2 separate regions of the Mus musculus genome follow, and region 2 is linked to region 1. A link is a contact called in public promoter capture Hi-C data. All regions are on one chromosome and are shown on one strand. The core of a region is the stretch at or near the end of the contact, and the rest is flanking DNA. Distances in the headings are between cores, read along the strand shown. Region 1 overlaps Srrm1 (serine/arginine repetitive matrix 1). Region 2 holds the start of Pnrc2 (proline-rich nuclear receptor coactivator 2).

Region 1 (2,700 bases), core at 137-2,636:
TGCGTTGTATAAACTTTGTATAAAGATGAGCACATTTCAGCCTCTCTGAGTCCCTCACCCTGAGTGAGTGTCTTAATCTAATGCTCACTGTTCCAGCTTACTTGTCTTTCCCTGTGGACTTTACAAGGGTTTAGAGCTAGAAAGCTTTTTGGAGTTCTCACAATTATTTTAGAGAAATACATTTTTCATTTAGATTATATTACCTAGGCAGAAGGAGTTAACTGTTGAATAGGCCACAGTTGGAACTTTTAGTTACCTTTTTATTCATCTGCACAGGTGCCAGGCTCCTGCTCTGACACACACCTTGTACACATGTGTACAAGATAGATAGATAACTGCATTCCAGAGACGGCCGTTGTGGGGAACAGAGACCTGTTGTGTATTCTTGTGCACTTGGGGACCACTGCTTTAGCCAGACAGTTGAACTGTGGGCAGTTTATAGTCTGTTTTATGTCCATTGAAGCTTAAGATTGGTTTGAGCTATGTGGAAATGACCTTAGTGTTGAAATTTGAGAGTTAGAAAAGACCTTACCAGTTGTCAGGTTCTTTGGTTGAGTGACTTAGTCAAGGTTAGTTAGTTAAAGAGTTTAAAGCGTCCCTTCCCAGTTACACAGTGAGACTTGCCAAATTGCTACCTCCGACGACTAGGGAGGAAGGTGAAGGGTGGAATGAAGAAGTTCTTTGGCTTCTCTACTAGGTACTGTGATCAGAAATGCTATGTTGGAGTCTCTGGATACATAGGATTGTGGTACTGCTGTGATGTAATAGAGTTCCTGGTTGTGTTTCCTATATATACCAGTTGTTAATTGGCCATCTTAGGATCTATTGTTGATAATGTGCTAATGATCTAAGAGTAAGGAAAGAAAAGAGGGGGAATTTGGAAGTCAGTCATTGAGTACAGTTTACAGACCCGTCTGAGGGGCCTTGGAGGGACTTGAATTGCTCCTGATCTGGGCGCTGCATGGACTTGTCCTGAGTCGAGTGTCCTGCTACAGCCTGTCCTTTTAAGTCAGCGGGGTTGTGCTCTGTGGGTGCATCATGTATTCTCCTATTTCTGGTTATATAGTAACTTAACTTCACAGGTTATCTTTTGGGCAATCTGAGGTTAATAATTAATAGGACTCTTGAAGTGCTTTAAAGTTCCGGTTTTAGAATTGGTCTCTTGAATTTCCAACGAGGACAATTTGTTCTTTGAATTATTAAAAACGCTATTAACATAACAGTAAGTAAAGGGAAAAAATGTCATTTAGAAAAATAAAGAAACAGATGTTACTTACTATAATGCTTTTTCTTGAGTGGAAGGATAAAGTGTATGCTATAATAGTGTCAAAGACTTAATGAGACACTAAGTCACGGTGACCCTCCCATGTGTTTATTCACTCTGTTTAACAGAATACATAATGTTGGCTCCATGTGATGGCACGCCTCACCCCTAGCCCCTGAACAGTTTCTCTGTAGCCCTGGCTGTGTTGGGACTCTGTTGTGGATTAGGCTGGTTTTAGAGATCCCTCTGCCTCTGCATCCTAAGTCCTGGGATTATAAAGTTGTGCTCCACCACTGCCCAGCTAAGGGTGTAGTTCTTTTTTTTTTTTTTTTTGAGACAGGGTTTCTCTGTGTAGCCCTGGCTGTCCTGGAACTCACTCTGTAGACCAGGCTGGCCTCGAACTCAGAAATCCGCCTGCCTCTGCCTCCCAAGTGCTGGGATTAAAGGCCTGTGCCACCACGCCTGGCAAGGGTGTAGTTCTTAATTCCAGTATTACATAGCCAGTTTGAGGCCAGATCTTCTCTCAAGATAAATAAAAGCGATGTTGTAGTTTAGTTATTTTATTTATTCTGTAGATATACACCAATTATCTTGTAGGGATAACCACTTCATTTTCTTCTTAAAATCAAGCCACTTTGGGCCTCTTAGATTGTGTGTGTGCACGTGAGCCTTTTGTTTGTTTGGTTTTGATTTTAGTTCTATAAAAGTCTTTTTATGTAATCGAGACAGGCAGTCCTGTTTTAGCCTCCTATGTGTTGGGATTTTTTTTTTTGGTTTTTTTTTGGTTTTTCGAGACAGGGTGTCTCTGTGTAGCCCTGGCTGTCCTGGAACTCACTTTGTAGACCAGGCTGGCCTTGAACTCAGAAATCCGCCTACCTCTGCTTCCCCAGTGCTGGGATTAAAGGCGTACGCCACCACGCCCGGCTTTGTGTTGGGATTTTTAAAATGACTTGTGTTCAGTGGTAGGCATATACACGCTGTGCAGGTGTGTATAGGCCAGAAGAGGACTCACCTCGAGCTGAAGTTGCAGGTGGCTCTATGAGCTCCTCAGGCAGGTGCTGCAAACCAAATTAAATCCTCTGTCAGAGCAGCAGTGCTCGTGACCACTGAGTCACTCCAGCCCCTTACTTTATGATCTCTGGGACTTCAGGTGTTAGGCATTCTCTGCCCAGTTCAGTAGTTTGTCCAGGTAACTTCAGCAGATGGAGTCATTAACTGCAAGAATGAGCTCAGGGATGCAGGGCTTGCTGTGAGGTTATGCAGTAGGTTCCTCAGTGCTAGATCCAGTTCTTGGGGATCATCGTGGTAGTCTATGATAGAATTTATAGTATGAAATAATAATAACTGTTTTCTAATCAAATAGTTTATCAAAGTTTACTAGTCATATAAAACAAGAGTCTCAAGGATTGTTTCTTAGATGGGGCCTTTTTTTTTTT
Region 2 (2,700 bases), core at 9-2,508, 540 kb before region 1:
TCCCAAAGGGCAGCCTGACGCTGACCTTGTAGGAGAGAGCAGGCTCAGCCAGGTGGCAGGACACAGGCAGGCTTCATGGCACCCAAGCTTTCCGACAATGTGGGTAATGGTGTCCTCTATGTCAAGCACCTTTTAGGCACAGAGAAGAAGGGCACATGAGCCCAGGCTCTTGAAACTCACTGTAGCATTATGCTTTGAAGTGTGGCACCACTGAGATGTCCTGAATCCAAGAACACTGGAAATCAGAATAGCACCTTGCCCTTAAAATTGCTGAGACTGGAATGAGATGACATAAGCAAAAGTCTAGCATGAGGTAGGGAGCAGATAAAACACCCTAGATGCATTTGGACAGGCTTGCAGAATTCTGGACCAACTTAATTCTGGACAGCAATGGCTATATAGATAGATGTGTGAGTGTGTGTGTCTTATTTGCATCACAATTTGGAGCCAATGAAACGTTTTTGTTTTGCTGAGATGGGGGTTTTGCTATGTACTCCAAACTGACCTCAAAACTGAGAAGCTGTGATTACAGGCCTGAATGAGGCAAGACACCTGGCACATTTACCCCCAGAATTATTCACTGAAATTGGTGTTCACCCTTGAAATGTTGACTCTAGGATACACGTTTTTCTTTTTCTCTTAAACAAAAGATATCTCTCCTTTCTTTCCCGAACCTTGCTGTCATTCTTGAGCGGTATATTTCTTTTCTCTAGTTTTCCCACTTTCGAAACAAGACCAAAAAATGTGTAGGGATCCAGCAAGTGCTGTGTATAGAAAAAGCAGGCCCTGATAGTAGTGACAGTCTCAGGTACCGAGAAAAAAGTGAAGCTAGATCAGAGGAGACATAAAAAAGGAAGGTGGTCATGTGCAGAAATAGTTGCCGGGCTCTGGGTGGGGTGAATATGACCCACGGCAGCTCTGGGGCTGGCCCAGTGACCGCAGGACAGAAAGGGCCAGGAACAAAGACGGGCGCCGCGCAGAGGTCTGGTCACGGAAGTAAAGTACGGGCCCCGCTGCCAGAGGCCAGCAGAAGAGCAGCTGCCCTCCGCCAGCCGGGGAAAGTCCAGCAGCGCGGCTCCCGAAGCGGGCCAGTTATTCCCGACATGCTCCTCCCGCAGGATTTCAAACCATGACAACAGCCACCCCGCACTCCCCCCCCCCCCCGCGTGCCCCAGCAACAGGCGGTGGCTGGCGTCTCATTGGCCGCGGGACGCGCTGCCGCGTCCTCATTGGCTGCACAGTCTCCGGTCCTCTTCCGCGCTTGCAGCGGCCTCCATTTTGTCGGGAAAGGCAGTAGGAGGTTGGTCCCCAGACGGAGTTGTGATCCGTGACTCGTTCGTGGGCTGTTAGATCCGTGCATCGTTTCTCCCTGTAGAGGGAAGGAGGCTTGGAGGTCGAGAGGGAGCCGCCGCCGCCGCCGCTCGAAGTCGGTGAGTGTGGCGGGGGCGGCCATGTTGGCCATCGCGGGCACCATTGTTGGGCCTGGCTGAAGAGGAAGTGAGGCCGGTCGGGTGCGACCGACTCCCTGGGAGCGGAGCCGCGGGCTGAGGCTGCGAGCTTGCAGGTTCACTGTGCGGGTGACTGCGAGTGCGGGCCTTCTGACTTACAAAGTCGGAGGCTTCTCAGCCTTGTGAGGGTGTTTGCTAATTAGAACAGAGAAACCTTTCCCCTTAGAGGCGTGATCTTTAGGAATGTAAGGTTATTATGGTTTGTGAAAAATTATGGCACCCGTTACCGGAGTCATAGGCGAAATCACGATGCGCGCTGTTGGGAACAGAACCTTGATGTGGAAATGGCTGTGCGGGTCCTAGTTTCACTTTAAAACGGGTAAGAGTTGCAGGTAAGCCCCCAAGAGTTGTAAGCTGATATTTATGAGGTCAAAGAAAGTCGTGGTCTCATACATCATCTATGAAGCTTTGAGGAAGCAGCGACAGCCATTTCTGTAGAATGTCTAAAAGATCACTTTTTGGGGTTATTTTCAAGTAATTCTCTTTCCTTTTCTAGCTAGGACTTCTCTCAAACTTGTGTGCTGAGGAGACTCGATGTGGACCTCAGCTCCTAGGCTGAAATCAGCAGACTGGCTCATGAAAACTTGTGTACTGAGACAAAGGAAAGGATCTAGCAGAAAGCAACGTCTCTTATCCTGGGCTTGGCAGCAAGGAAGAGGACAAGTAGTGGAAATCCTTCAATCTGAAAAGCAAACTGAAAGGTATAAAGATTCCCATCACAGTGGGGCCAATTATCTTAGGAGTGAAGCAATTCTAAACTATTAAGGTCAGCGGCCATGCATGGCGATGCTGCAGTATTATGTGCCTGTAATTCCAGCACTCCAGAGTTTGGGGCAAGACTGCTTAAAGTTGGAGGCCAGTCTGGTATAGGAGACCCCACCAGCCACGGGTGGCTTTCGGTGTGTGGGGTTATTTCTTTTAGCTTGTACAAAGAATGAAAGAAGAGCTTGCTTTAATTTTTTTCTTCTTTCAATTTCACAAACTGGTATCTAGCTCACGACTTTAGTTTTTTGAGGTAGATGGTTTTGAAGTCGAGCCTAATGCCATCTTGTCATATTTTCTTCAACACTTCTAGAACTGGAACTATGGAAACATCACAAGGAACATGTGGAATTTATTGTTTACATGTATTTACTTACAGGTGACAAAGAAGCTGAAGATGGGTGGCGGAGAGAGGTATAACATTCCAGAC

What was found. Promoter capture Hi-C pulls out the DNA fragments that hold promoters and counts their contacts.
Region 2: a promoter capture Hi-C map of liver shows a contact between it and region 1, with 2.7 times the contacts expected there. The contact joins the promoter of Pnrc2 here to the enhancer-like site in region 1. A contact is called at or near these places in 3 of 39 promoter capture datasets (the C10 cell line and liver), 5 of 484 Hi-C or Micro-C datasets (LSK cells, embryonic stem cells, granulocyte-monocyte progenitors and 1 more), 1 of 115 datasets of contacts at active chromatin or transcription factors (embryonic stem cells) and 1 of 9 other capture datasets (embryonic stem cells).

What each region holds. Positions count from the first base shown.
Region 1 is chr4:135,334,222-135,336,921 of GRCm38.p6, reverse strand. The region is part of intron 9 of Srrm1 (serine/arginine repetitive matrix 1); the gene reads left to right. Among named protein-coding and RNA genes, the nearest start is that of Srrm1, 18 kb to the left of the region's middle. Within about 2 kb of position 1,386, at least 21 of the 459 cell types and tissues checked have an H3K27ac peak or open chromatin away from gene starts, as enhancers often do. A contact at or near this core is called in liver, where this site is marked.
Region 2 is chr4:135,872,404-135,875,103 of GRCm38.p6, reverse strand. It overlaps Pnrc2 (proline-rich nuclear receptor coactivator 2), which reads left to right and starts at 1,258. Exons shown (of 3, transcript NM_026383.3): 1 at 1,258-1,430; 2 at 2,005-2,209; 3 at 2,650-2,700. The coding sequence starts at 2,668.